Regions from separate parts of the Sus scrofa genome. Here region 1 is linked to region 2. A link is a contact called in public HiChIP or PLAC-seq data. All regions are on one chromosome and are shown on one strand. The core of a region is the stretch at or near the end of the contact, and the rest is flanking DNA. Distances in the headings are between cores, read along the strand shown. Region 1 overlaps EBF3 (transcription factor COE3). Region 2 has its middle 400 kb from the start of MKI67.

What was found. HiChIP or PLAC-seq counts read pairs in DNA pulled down with a chosen protein or histone mark.
Region 1: a contact with region 2 is called in an H3K27ac HiChIP or PLAC-seq map of skeletal muscle, with 7 times the contacts expected there. The contact joins two enhancer-like sites. A contact is called at or near these places in 2 of 47 Hi-C or Micro-C datasets (fetal skeletal muscle and omental adipose tissue) and 1 of 2 datasets of contacts at active chromatin or transcription factors (skeletal muscle).

What each region holds. Positions count from the first base shown.
Region 1 is chr14:138,924,007-138,931,246 of Sscrofa11.1, reverse strand. It overlaps EBF3 (transcription factor COE3), which reads left to right. Exons shown (of 17, transcript XM_021073765.1): 5 at 556-629; 6 at 2,284-2,352. LOC110256834 (a long non-coding RNA gene) reads right to left here. Exons shown (of 2, transcript XR_002338850.1): 1 at 5,982-7,240; 2 at 2,886-3,025. Among named protein-coding and RNA genes, the nearest start is that of EBF3, 7.9 kb to the left of the region's middle. Within about 2 kb of position 3,481, at least 6 of the 83 cell types and tissues checked have an H3K27ac peak or open chromatin away from gene starts, as enhancers often do. A contact at or near this core is called in fetal skeletal muscle and skeletal muscle, where this site is marked.
Region 2 is chr14:137,690,448-137,697,651 of Sscrofa11.1, reverse strand. No RefSeq gene overlaps it. Among named protein-coding and RNA genes, the nearest start is that of MKI67, 400 kb to the right of the region's middle. Within about 2 kb of position 1,396, at least 13 of the 83 cell types and tissues checked have an H3K27ac peak or open chromatin away from gene starts, as enhancers often do. A contact at or near this core is called in fetal skeletal muscle and skeletal muscle, where this site is marked.

The DNA.
Region 1 (7,240 bases), core at 2,232-4,731, 1.2 Mb before region 2:
AGCGCAGGGCAGGGAGGGCGCCGCCCTGGACACCAGGCAAACCGCTGCCCGCGCGGCTCCCGCCGCTTCAGGCTTAGCTCGTTCTGGTCGGCCTCGCCTAATGCGCTGATTGGGATCCGGTGTAGACAATGGCCCGAGGACGCGGCCCGGCGGCGGCGGCGGCGGCAGCAGCAGCAGCAGCAGCGGCGGCGGCGGCGGCGGCGGCGCGGGCAGGCGGGAGGACCCGGAGCTGGGGAGCTGGGGCACTGGGGTCGATGCCAGCGCCCCCTCACTCCCTGCGCCCGGGCCTTGGCCTCTCTCCCCGGCCCTCGCCCTGGCCCGAGCGCGGCCGTTGTCCTCCCAAGCAGAAGGCCCCGCGCAGGCCCGGCGGGCGCCCAGGAGGGTAGGCCGCCTCGGCCTAGCCAGGCTCCGGCTGACCCCGCTGGGAGGGTGGCCTGGGACGCCTCCCCTCGCCCGCCGCGCACCTGCAGCCCGCAAGGCCTGCAGCGCCCGGGGCGACCCGGCGCCAAAGCCGCGGGCACCGCGTAACCCCGCCTCTGCTTGTCCCCCGCGCAGGCCATCGTCTACGAGGGCCAGGACAAGAACCCGGAGATGTGCCGCGTGCTGCTGACCCACGAGATCATGTGCAGGTGAGCGGCGGGCGGCGGGCGGCGGGGGCGCGGGCGGCCTCGGCGCCAGCTGCGTCTACAAAGGACGCCGCGTCCAGGCGCCGCCACCCCGCCCAACTTCGGGAAAGGCATCGATTGAAATGTAATCGGCCCGCGGCCGCAGGCCGGTCACGGAGGAGCCGGGTCTCATCCCGCCCCCCCCCCGCCCCTTACACACACCGCCCCCCTCCCGCCCCGGTGATCAACGCGACCGGCTGCTCAGCAGAGCGGATTAATATGTTGGCCGTGTCGCTGCTGTGTAGTCAAAAATGAAAACAGGTCCTGGGTGATGCATCTGTCCGCGATGCCGGAGGAGTCAGAGATCAGTCGGAATCATTTTACTAGTTCCCTCCCAAGCGCTCGCATCCTGAGATATACAATTGTCTGATATTGATAAAAAGGAAACTCTTTTGTACTTATTATAGAGCTGGAGTATGTGAGAATTGGATTGTGATTCTGTCAGTTAACCTCTTCCCCAGAGCAGCGATGCATCGTTCATATTGTTGTTAGGTAGCGTGCACGTATCTTGAGATCTCTGTCAGAAGAGCAATTTCCCACCTGTTTTTTTTTCCTAACTACCACAAGAGTTTCACCCCTACATGGCAAATAAAAATGCATCATTGACTTTGTATGTGCGGCATGTGAAATATAGTTGCAAGGGATAATAAGGACCTGCTTTGCAGGCTTGCAGGCTACAGTAGCAGGCCGCGGACTCTGAGGGGCATACTCTGCCTGGCTACGGTGCCTGTTGCCTAAATGCCATTTCTGAGCAGACATATTGTTACAGCACTAATATACAAAAGCTGACTTTTTCTCATATCAGGTAATAAATATAAATTACAACCAATAAAGTGGAATTTCTTTATTATCCACTTCTGCATGTACTGCAATTAACATAGAAAGCGCACAGATGTGATTTAAGCTCTAAGTGGAAGACTGTAGACTTTCTTTAATCACTTTAGCTGTCAGCTTTAAAAGGCTTTATATACTTTGCCTACCATATGGTGTTAATTTAGCTAATTTAGACATGTAACCATTATACAAGTATGCTTTTTTAAAATGCAAGAAGCATAACATTTTTGTTTCATTTCTGCTTTAATTAAAGTTTCAATAACGGAGTTAAGGTAGGCTTAAAGAAGGAACAATAGAAGTTTCTGATAGATTGATGCATGCTTTTGTGGTTATAATTAATAAATGCCCCAAAGAAATATTGGTTGAAGGTGGCATCTTGCATCTTTTCCAGAAATAACAGCTTGACAATTAGAGGTAAACAAAAGCTGAAGCTGTGAAAAGTTATTCCCAAGCCTCCTGCTTCCCCTTCTCCTCAGTTCATTGCAAAGACAAACACCGGCAACGTTTTCCATATTTTAGCATCACAATTTCAGTAGTAGCTCCGTCACCCTCCTAGCCTCCAGTGCTAAGCCCAACTTTGCTCCTTCTGGTAGAAAGTTACATCACGAGTTGAGCGGCAGAGCACGTGAATGCACTGGGTTTAAACGTGCCACGCTGCCTTGGTAGGATAACTTATTTTCTTGACTCCAACCGCTTTACTGTCAGACTTCAAAAAAAAAAAATGCAAGTCGAACATAAGAGGATGAAATGTGTATTAAAACCACTGTTTACCATTATTCCACAGCCGGTGCTGTGACAAGAAGAGTTGTGGCAATAGAAATGAAACACCCTCAGACCCTGTGATCATTGACAGGTAAGGATGACTTCTTTATTTTTCAAAACAAAACCGCAGCAGCAACAAAACCCGTCGCCTGGCTTGGGTTCCGGTTGCTCCCTGTTTGTGAGTCTGGTGTTGAGCTCATCTCGTGCGTGGCACCATTTGTTGTCCGCGTGTGTTATCGTGCACAGGTGGGTTGACTTGGAAACCTGGTGCCTCGCTCTGTGGGGATTCAGTAATTGCTTGCGAGTTGTCAAGGGAAGCAGTTTCATCTGCCACTGCTCTCACTGTGAGGAGCGCTTTATGCCTAGAGAGTTTCTGGCTTTAAACCCAGAGATATGTCATAAAGTGCTTTTTGCTAATTTGTTAACAAGTATTTCATTTTTGCATTATTTTTCTCTCGGATGATAGCTGAAGTTGAGTCTTGGGTGGTGTTCCGGTCCTAATTGTTGCCCAGTGTTAGAATGAATTGAATCTGCTCTCAATTAGTTGCAAAATGTCTCCTAATTTTTTTCCAATTGTGGCTGTCGTTTTATGTCAAGTAGCAAATATGTAACTAACAAACCAAAGTTGTTATAATTGAAACTAATTACACATGCTGGTTACATTTTCCAACATTAATTTCCATAACTAGATTAGCTGTATGCATTCTTTACATTTGCTGCTCTTCATCTTGCTGCTTATCATCTTCCTTGGGCAACGTTGCATCCTTTAAAGATACTAATCATTAGTCCTAATAGTGCTAATATGCACTTGGCATTGCTTTCCTAGCAACAACAAAAACACCCCCACCCTCCTCTCCCAGCCCTCACCCAAATCACCCAAATCGCTGGGGTTTCCGTGACCTGGGGGAGAGGAAGATTTCCTCCGTCCTAACAGTGGGTAACAGCAAAAGGCCTAGTGTGTGATTGACTGCAGATTTTGAAATTGGTACCCAAGCCGAATAAATGCTAGATGTGTACATATGACACCAGTTTTGTGAAGCAGAGGTTCAGACTGTTTTGAAGAGGGGTTGAATTTCAGCAGCTTTCATTACAAAGTTATCTTTTGATCATGAACTTTGCTGTCCAGTGTCTGAAAAATTAAACCCGGAAAACTCTATGAGTTAAGCCTAAAGAAATATGTGCCACCAGTGGAGAGCAATGCTAATGTTTAACTAGCTGGAATAGCTGTTTGCTTAGTGGAGAATGTTCGGTATCTGACAGAAGGGACAGCTCTCTTATTAGTAATCAAATAGGGTTGACCAGTTGTGGCCGTCACTCAGGCAATTGAGAACAAGTTCAACACTTTATAGGACTTGAACTACAAAAATCAATATAATTATATTTGCCTTTAGTGTTGTGGCTATGGAAAGTATATGGCCTTGGATTGTTGTCTTGCAACTGAATTTATTATTATTATTATTTTTTTCTGATTGGCTGAAAGTGTTTGAGCCGCTCCTGGAATCTTGTCTGGGTGTAGGATGGTTGAAAAGGCCTTGCGGGTGTGCTCCTAGCGTGGGGTTGTAAAGTGTTTCCTCTTTGGGATTGTCTTCCACTTGTGCTCCTTATGCATTTAAAAAGATGACGTGTTTTTGAGTCGTGAGGTTTTTAGCCTGGCACAGCGATGAAGGAGCCCCGTGGACTCGGCTAACATTTTGGATGCGCCCTTCCCTTCCAGATCGCTTTTGGTTTGGGTAGCATTCAATCATGTACTGACTGTCTTGGTACTGAAGAACTTTCAATACTAATTTTTATCACACAATGGGAAACGTCTTCCTTAGATATGCAGAAATGTATCCGGCTTGTCCGAGTGAACATGCTCTTCTATTTGGTTAATTAAAATATGTGCTAAGATTACTGACGCCTCGCTAACCTAAGAGAAGGGGGTGATCATTTGATATTCTAGAAGCATGAGAGGAGGCGAAAAATGTGAAAACATTTGGTTAATGGGTTTACCAAGTTTATTTGAATAAGGAGGATTGCAGCTCCATTTACGCCAGGCATAAATGCTTTGGAGGTCTTAATTATTGATGAAAAACCTGTTCTGCTTCTAAATTCAAAGATATGACAATTTGATAGGAATTTTAATCACCTTCCATGTTAGGGATTTTAAGGTAAGGATGGTTTTATGTAATGACAAATAGCAGGTACATTTTTAGCATTCTGAAGCGAGCTGTCACTTATCATGACAAATACTATTTGCATGTTGTTGCTTGATGTAAATCCTTGTGAAATGATTGCGGTATTGGCGCAGTCTCCAGTTTAAGGTGCACTTCTAGGGGGAGAAAATGAAGAGCTTGGTGTTCACTAGGGCCAGTTGTGTTAATCAGAGAAAGGAGAAGGCCCAGAGGAGGGCCTCTCTTCCGAGAAAAGCAGCCCTTCGCCACCGAGATGTGTTTCCATTTCATAATGACAATCATCTCTGTGGTGTGTGTGTGTGTGTTGCCTCCTAAAATTAGTTGCCTATGTGGGTTTCAAGCCCGTGTTTCCTCCTGAGTATTGCAGAATAAAATATCCCATCAGATTGGTGAGTCAGTCTACAGGTCCCCATCAGCAATGTCATCACTTGGTTAGTTGGCTTAAAAAAGAATTATATACAATGTGCTTTGCTGGCTCCTTGTGGCCTTTGGATACAGTTAGTAGGTTCTGACCAGATAAGGCATATTTGTCCCGAGGATATAAACCAATCACTCCAACCTGAATTGAGATCAATGGGCCCACATTTGTTGTAACCCACCCGGCGCCTCTTCCGCACGCCGAGGCTGCTTTTCTGTGTTATGAGAGCGGAGAAGTCGGCTCCCCGTTCTGGCAGGGAGCTGGCATATTCTACAGACCCTGATGCCCTAAGTCAATTAATGACGCAGTTCCGTTTCGTTCTCTTTCAGAAGAGCCTTAAATCCTCACAAGCAGCGTGGGGAGACCCCTCCGTAAAAACAGGGAGAAAAGTGAGGGTGTTTTTTGCATCACGAAACCCTTTTCATTGATGGGGAAGCTTTCACTTTTGCTAACTGTTTTCTTCGCCATAAAACAGTGCCATTTTTGGGGTGTAGTGTCACAGATACAATCCTACCAGGGCATGTTTAAAATAATACAGCAACTGACGGGGGTAAAGGAGAAGCGGAGCCCCGGGGAAGAAACCTCGTGGTCAGTAAAGACGCACGGCGGGAGCCCGCATCTGGGTGAGATGGGGGGGACCTGCGGAGAGCCAGATGCAGGGAGGGCAGGGGCCCCCGTGGGTGGGTGCACGCGCGGGCACATGTGTGCATGCACAGCCACACAGTACGTACGTGTGCGCAGGGCACACACCACACACACGTGTGTGTGTGAACACACCCCCGTGTACACACAGCCCCGTCTGTGTACGTATCCGTGCGTGTGGGGATGTGCATGGATTTGAGGGTGTTGCTGGAAAGGACGGGAGTATCGTTTTCCTCATGGACTAATGTTTTCTGGGAAAACACAAAGCAGATGGTCTTCATTAGGAACACCCATTGTCCACACATCCCAACTATGAACAGATAAATCTCTCCTGTTTCACCCGTACATTCCAAGGGCTGTAAATGATTACAGGATGTTGGTGTAGCTGCTATAAACCAAAACCACACTCAGCCTCTCGCCCTCCTCCCGTGCCATCCCGGTGTTTCCTCGGGCCTCTGCCCTTGCCCGGGAAGGTACGGCGCTTACCTCCCCTTCCGTGCTGGGCCTCCCCGGACCAGAGCTGCAGGGTCCAACTGTTGCAGACTGGAGGTGGCGGGAGCCGGGTGACGTGACCGCCCAGAGGGGCCGGGTCGCACACTGCGTGCTCCGGGGCAGCGCGGGGGCACGCTCGGCGGGGCGGGTCCAGATGGCACCGTCTCGGGCGCCCTGCTCGCTGGCATCTCTGTGGCAGGCAGTGCCCCTTCCCCCGTAAATCTGGCACTGGGCTCAGAGTTTGGGAGACTTATCATTCCAAGTCTGTCCTACTTTCCTGTCTGGAAGCCAGACATCTGTTTATCCCATTTTCTTTCATACAGAGTTTGGAATAGCTTTAGTTTGGGGGGGGGGTAGTTTTGTCATATTTAACAGCTGTTACAAAATTTCAACCCTGTGGGCTCTGAAAATACTTTTCAGCTGACCTCAGATTTTTTTATACATAATTGACACTGGGTTGTAGGAAGATATTATTGACTTAACCTTTCATTGTCTGCGATTTCCCATCGCCTTTAGTTCGATGCGCTACCTTCCACAGGTTTAGGCTGCCAGCCCCTCCGGAGCCTCCTTTGGCTCATTTAAGAGTTTTAAGTTTACACCTTTCAAGTGATGGCAGAAGGGGAGCCGGAGCCCGAGCGGAGGTGTTCCTTCGTTCTTTCTCTTTTTCTTTCTTTCTTTCTTTTTTTTTTTTTAGTCAACAGTGTTTCCTTTCACTTCCTGTCACAAAGGTCAAAGAGAGCCGACCTTTGCTGGCAATCCTCCTCGCTGAATTATTCATGGCATTGACTTTTTGTCAGCACACACAGTTGTGCTCTGGGACATTTTATTCATTTACCTCATTTAAAGCGCCTTTCTGCACCTGTTCAAGTATTAATATCATGTAATTTGGGCCTAATGCCGATTTTGCTGAACACTCATTATATTTTTATTAGCTATATTTCCAAACGATTATGTGTGATTATTACCAAGCCTTACAAACAGCACCGGGTTATTCCCTAGCCCCTTACATCTTCTTGTCAGGTTGTTTTCAGAAGCGGGGAGGATAAACATTTGACCAGTCCCAATGTTTTTATTCCTGCTCCATCTCCAAGCAGAGAACTTAAGGCTTCCTCCCTCATGGCTTTGCCGGAGCGTGATTAAATCCAACTCCGAGGGAGCTGTACAAATGCCAGCGTTTATAAGGTCAACGCTTTTGTTAAAAATGCTATGTAAATGAGGATCTGCAAAAAGGGACATTAAATAAAATTAAATTC
Region 2 (7,204 bases), core at 147-2,646:
CCCGAGGCAGGCTTGCCCCCAAAACAGCTGCCTTCACCAGGCCTTTCCACGGAGTGACAGGCACCGGTTTTACTCTTTATTACAAAATATCGAGGCGAGAGGCCCCAAATCGCCCTCTTAGGAAGGCCTGGCTCGCCTCGCTGCCCAAGAAACAGCCTTTAAGTCCTCCCAAAATGCTCTCAATTATAAAAAAGACGTGGTAACCTTCTCTGCCATCGCCAAGTTACGCAACACACTTCACATAGCATAAGATTTTAATGGGAAACGAGGAAGGAGCCCTTGCAAAAACGTCCCGTAGCTGGGAGCCCCCACCCCGGGCACGTCCACAGCCTCTCCCTGGGCCCCTGCTTCCTCGGAGGCCTTTGAGGCCAGCCTCTCCCTGGGCCCGGCTGGCTGCTGTCACTTTCCCTTTGCTCTCACTGTCGCTAACGTTGCTTAATGACCTCGTTCTCTGGAACTTCCCATTTCTCCAGCCGAGAAGCAGGCCTGGTTCTCTGAGGCTGGAGTTGGGGGAATTCGCTCTCCGGCCGAGACCCCAGGGTCCTGGGGACACAGAGCCACGCGTGCTGTGATGGGACCGAATGTTCCGTACATTTTTTTTTTTTCTAAATGGATGTTCAATATTTTAAGTGGCACATCAGTTACTCTGGGGTACTTCTATCCAGTTCACTCCATCAGCTTCAATAAATGCCAAATTAAAAAGAAAGCAAAAAAAAAAAAAAAAAGCAGAAGGAACCAGCATGCTCTGCTCCGTGTATGTGTGTGTGTGTGTGTGAGCGTGTCTATGAGAGAGAGAGAGAATTCAAACTTTGAAAAACAAAAGGCGTTACCCCGGCAGAGGAACAGCAAGCACCATGATGACAAGGGTGGGAGCGCCGTCCCAGCAAATAGATATTTCACCGCGTCCAGCCGCTGGACGCCCCTGCAACAGGGCTTATCCTCAGCTCATGTCCCCCTCCCCACCCCCAGCTCAGCCTTCATATTTTCTGTGCCTTTTTCATGGACACAAGAACACCGCCGCCCCCCACCCCCCAGTCCCTAAAACCTGCTACTTCACAGAGTCCAGAGGAAGGGGCATTGGAGATGTGATGGTGACAGGGGCTGTGATGGGGTGAGTTCTGGGTGAGCTGGGTGAGCCCAGCATAACCACAAGGGTCCTTGGAAATGACAGAGGCCGGCGGTCAGAGTGAGAGATGTGAGGCCGGAAGGGACGTGCCCCGCCCCCCGCCCCCTCCTCCCTGGCCAGGGGATGCTGGTGGCTTCTAGGAGCTGAAAAAGGCGAGGGAAAGGATTCTCCCCAACAGCTTCTGGAAAGAACGCTCCCTGCCCACACCCTGGCTCTGGCTCCCTGAAACCGATAGCAAACGTCTGACCTTCAGAGCAGGAAGAGTAAATGCGAGGTGGCTGGAGCCACTGCGTTTGTGGTCATTGTTCCAGGAGGCAGAGGAATGTCCAGCCGCCTCCCCACGCGCTGCTCTCCAAAAACTACTCTCCGCCACTCGCTCACGTGAGTGCTGAGGTCACCAGAGCTCATGCAGGTCAGCCCAGGCCGGAACCCAGGGGTGGTGAGCCCCCAGCTCCAAAGAGGGCTTCCCAGGCCCCTGAGACCCCGCAGGGGACAACTTTATGTGAGAGCCGGGGGTCTACCCTGCCTTAAGCCAGTAGAAGGCATAAGAGAAAGTTCTAGAACCATGGCTGCCTTCAGGGTACGCCCCGTCTTGGCTTGGAGAAAGAAGACTTAGACATGTGCGTAAGAGACTGATTCGAGAGGGGATGCAGGGACAGGCCAGGGCCCACAGCAGGAGACTGGAGGGCGCTTGGCTCTGCTACAGGGCAGATGGCAGTGTCCACTGGGCAACTGGAGTCCCGCTCACCCCCTGTTGCTTCTGCCATCGGAACCCTGGCTGCAGCACCCATTTTCTTTCCATCCCGCAATGGTTTGGAAGTGGCACGGCCTGCGAGGAAAGCTCCAGGTGGGCAGACCTCAGGGCTGGACTGCCCAGGCTCCAGAAATAATTCATATCTTCCAGATTTTTCCAAAAGGGGGGGGGTCTCTGAGCAGGGTGGGCTTCCCCGCAGCCAGGACTACACAGGCCCTTGAAGAGCTGTCGGCCCATGCTTTCAGAGGACACCCCTTCCCCGCCAGGGGAGCAGCAGGGAGAGGCGCGTTCGTGGATTTCATCACCTGCAGGGCCCTCTCGCGGTTCCATGCGGTAGTGGGGTGCCTGTCGGTTGGGATCTGCACCCAGGAAGGACCAGCCAGACAGCTCTGTCCACCAGGCAGCACTTTCCACCTGCAAGCAGAAGGCAGAGCAGTGGCAAGGGTGAGAACAGACTCGGGTTGTTTCTGAGACCCAGGACACATACCGTGGCTCTGATGAGACAGTCTAAGCCTTCAACGACCACAGGTCTGTATTCCATTGCATCTTCTCTTTCCCCCCAAGCCTCGTCGTCACTGTTTCTTGCTGTCTGCCTCAACAATGCCTGCTCTTGCCATCGCTTTTCTCATGGATGCACCTCTAATTTCCAGCATCTCTGTTCTGCTGTAGTTCAGCCACCAGAGTAGAGGTTGCCTCCGGCTTAGGGACCTGCTGGGGAGTGCGGGCGGGGTGGCTTCCCGCATGGGCTCTTGGTGGCGTGGCATTCTGGTCAGGAGCCAGTAAACAAGACAGGATGGGAGAGGCAGAGGAAGCAGAAGGCCTCCAGGGGCGCTTAAGATACAGAGGGGTTTGATGATGGTTAAGGATCCAGCATTGTCACTGCTGCGGCACAGGTTCGATCCCTAGCCCAGGAGCTTTTGCATGCTGCTGGCACAGCCAAAAAAAGAAAAAAGAAAAAGAAATGAAATTCACCTGTTTTGCCTCCAATCTGTCCCAGGTCAGACTCAAAGTAAATTCACGACCACAGGAAGTTCCTATGCTCACGCCAAAAATGGGCAGGGGGTCAGGAAAGGACAGTCACGCCCAAACTGGGAAGGGGAGCCCCAAGTAACCCTTTAGATCTCCTGCCTCAGACACCTGCAGCTCAGGGTGGGGGGCGGGTGGGTGCAGGAAGGCCTCGCCCGCGAGCCTCTGCATGGAGCCAGCAGTGGGCCGCCCAGGAGAGCCACGCCGTGACCGCAGGCTGGCCCTTCGCCCTGGACGTGGTCACAGAGGTGGCAGCGCTGTCGGTCCTCCGCCAGCTCCGGCACTGCCGAGAGCAAGTCGTGCCAGAGGCGAGGCGGCGTAACGGGCCCGCTCTGCACACCGGGCACGAGGAGTGAACGTTTCCCACTCACCCTTTGACGTTTGCCAAACGGCCCCCACGGCGGCTGTCGGCACCAAGAATTATTTTATTACATTTTCAGATGTAACCGGGAAGTCTCGTTTGGAGCCACCGTTCAGATGTTAAAACAGCATAGACTGATTTTTTCCGTAACCAGGGAACAAATTGATCCTAGCGAACACAGCAAGAGGAAGGGCCTTCGGCACAGGCGGGGGGCAGGGAGGGTGGCCTGGCTCTCGGCTGAGGGCACAGGGGACGGGGCGGCCCCCGCTGTGGCCATGGCCCCCCTCCATTCCCACTCCCTACGTCCCAGCAAGTCTTCCCCCCACCTGGGCCTCTCTTTGCAGGATGAGGGTTGGTCTGGGGAGGCCTGTGGCTGTAGAAGCAGTGAGAAGGGGGCGCAGACAACAGCGGCCTCCCCCCTCGGTGCACCCGGCAAAGGCCTGGTTTCTATAGCGACAGCCAAATATTTGGATTTAAAGGCGGCCACATGCAGCCCTTGGAGAGGGTCTGGCCAATGCCTGGGATGTGTGGGGTCTGGTAAATCATGGTTCCCCTTCCTGGCTGGTTGTTTGAAAGAAGCCCCCCCCTCCTCAGAGCTCTGGGAGTTTGGTAGGAAAAGGCTGAGAGTGGGGCTGGAGGCTCCTCCACGCTTCAGTGTGCGTGTGTGTGTCTGCATGTACATGCATGTGCAAGGCCATGTGTGTGAACCTGCCAAGGTACACATGTGTACACGTGCTGTGAGTATACAAATGTGCACCCTGCATGCGCGTGTGAACTTGCCTGTGTGCACAGGTGCATGCCTGTGTGTTCGCACACGTGCATTCATGTGTTGGCATATGCACTACATCGGGGAGCGTCACCCAACACTGGCTCCTTCTGTGCCCTCAGACGGTCCTGGAGACCACAGCCATGTCCATGCCAGCCAAGCTCCTCCCCAGGGGACCCTCCATTCCGTTTCCAGCCCAGCCAGCGACCTTCAAATCACGGTGCTGTTAAGAAACCGACAGGCCACTGGCAAGTTCAGGTGCAAGGAAAGAAAAAGATTCTAGTGGGAGGCTCCCTCCCACCCGGACCAGCCCCTTAGAGGGCAGGTGATCCCATCAGGCTACCAGCACCTCTTTCCATGGGGCCACACTCGGGGCTCGGACACCATGAGAGCGGCCCAGCCCTCCATGGGGTCTGGCTGGGGGCCTGGTGTAGGTTCCCTGCAGGGAACTGGGTCAAGGGGGGCGTACCAGTCTCCATGTGGTTGGGAGGTGGAAGCTGGACATGTCCACTGCAGGTGCAGGCTAGAGGCATCAGCCTTCAAGGAGACCTGCAAGGACCCCCAGCATCCTGAGCAGGCTTGGTACCCCCACAGAGGTGGTGGGACCTTGGGCAGAAACTCGGGCCTTGCAGGCTATAGTTTGGACTTGACCCTACAGGCAGGCAAGGGGCCTGGCTCAGGTGGACCTGCGGGGTCTGGGGCGGGGCCTGAAGGCCACCTGTGCCCTAACTGTGCTGTTACTCTTGGGGACCACAGGTGAGGCTCTCACCTCCTCTGAGACAAGTTCCCCATGTGTGAGGTGGAGGGGAGACTCTTAGAGGGGTCAGGAGTATCTCTTGGATGAATCCATGAGAAACTTGGCACAGCGCCTCATGGCAGATGGCCTGCTGGGTCTGGCCTTGCTGCTGCCACCCCAGGCCAGGGGCCGTCCTTGGCCACAGTCAAGGGAGAATAGAAGGCAGCTCGATCCTGAGCCCACGCCCTGCTCAGTTCCTGGAAAGATCAGCTGGCAGAGGTGAGCCTCCAAAAAACCTTATTTGCAGACACGGGCGTGGGGAGAGCACGGCCGCACTGGGCAGCCATTCATTGTGTCCCTTCCTCTGTGAAGCTGGGGCGGCGGGGGGGGCTTAGAGACACGAGGGGAGCCCACATGTGGTTCTGCAGCCATGGGCTGTGGTCCTGGAGCCCAGCACTCCTGTGATTTGCACCAGGAGCCATCAGTCCTTCACTTCTTCTCTAGAAACACTTCCCACCCCTAAATCTATCTCACTCTTCCTCCAAATCCCAATCGCAAAGACAGGGTTCACGAGAAACTTGACACTTCTGGGGGCAGCCACGGAGCGAAGCGGGAAGAACTGTCACTGACAGCTGAGACCCCCCAGCGGGAGGGACCCCCAAAGGCAGGGGGATCCCAAGTGCCCGCCCAGCCCCCCACCCACCCACAGGGACTCCCAGCATCCTGAGCGGGCGAGAAACGGGCAAGACCCCAGCCGGGTGTTCCCTGGGAGGGGGAGAAGCCGGCCCCTCGTCTCTGCATCCCGAAGATACCCAGAAGGTAACCTTCACATAACCTCAGCGTGAAGCTCTGAGCAGGACGGGGCGGGAGAGGGAGAGTTACGCCCCCCGTGCCCACCAGCGCAGAGAAGGATCTGGAAGGCAGTTAACAAACCCCACAGCCCTGAGGACATTGTCTTACCCAAGAGCTCCGCACAGAACGGAGTTTACGTCTCACCTCCTCCAAACCCAGGAGAGCAGGAAACTTGCCAGCCGGGTCCTAACGGGGAAGAGGAAGAAAGAGATGAACCCGTAATTACCAGCAGGCCTCGCGCACCCCGCATTTTGCTAAACTCGCAGTCGGCTAGGAGAATCAAAAGAGTCGCCTAAGGTAAAAATCTACATTTGAGGTATGAATGTATCTGACAAAAATCAAACGGCAGATTAGAGCGGACAATTTAGTCGTGCGAGAGCTTATGGGTTCAAGGGATGTTTTCTTTCTGGGGAAGAATGACCGCTAAGCGGCCAAGCGGAGGGGACATGAGGGGAAACGTGGCCGGTGGCCTTGGCGCCTTCTGGGAAGGTGGGTCTCGGTCGCAGAGCAGGAAACGAGGGCGTCTTTCCAATTGGATCCGAGTCCCGGGCCGCCTTCACCCACCGCACACGTCTCAATGAGAATCATCTAGATTCCAGGCTTGTCACGACGGCCTGAAAGCCTGACATAAATTATCCAAATACCTTTGAACACTGGTCCATTAGACGCTTCAAAGAGAATATGCGATGCCGCAGAAGAGCGGGAAATTACCTCAGACCAAGCCGGGTGGAGCGCGGGCTAGGTCCTCGCCCCGCGCCCCACTAGACGTAGCGCACTTAATCATGAAATGGTGCACTTAGTGAGAGGCAGGGCCTGTCCACACAGATGAGAGGAAGGGGTGTTTTGTGAACATGAGACAGAGATGCAGCCGCGAACCTCCCACCGCGTCGTCTGGGAATCCGCGTACATCCCTCAGCAGAGGGGGAGTGTTCTCTCCTCCGGATCCGACTCCGTTTCCAGCTGTGTGAATGGAGTGGCGGGGGAGCCACCTGGAGGCGGGCTGCCCTCACCTGCCGCCAGGCAATTTACATGAAACTGATTACGGACTGAGGGCTGTGCCGGCCCCTCCTCCTGGCACAGAGCACCTGCGTTTGACACGCCAGTCCGTTCCCTGGGAGAAAGGCGTCTACACAGAGAGCCGCACAATGGGAAAAGCACAAGGAAATTGGCTTCTGTTCCTCCAATTTCCTGCAGGGGCTGGCGGGTGCGATGGCTCCTGACAGCCCTGCAGACTGCGTTGCCTCTCTGGAAAGGCGTCTGTGACCTGGGGGTGAGCCCGGGGGGCGGCAGATGAGGTGTGAGGCTCGGAAGCAGGAAGCAGAGGTGGCCTGGCAGCTTCTCTGAAACCGAGGGAGCAGGGAACAGGAGGCCTGCCTGGAAATGGACAAAATTATGGATTGCTTTGCATCAGACGTTCACCTCTGCCTTTTCCTTCCTTGCCATTGGCAATGGGGAATGACTGGTTGGAGCTGTGCTTGGATGTCTGGGGCCAGATACTCTGGACTGAAACGCAGAGCAGACAGCAAGGAGACACAGGGCTCACCCGAGAGGCAGTGACCGAGCCTGGGAAGAAGCCAGGACCG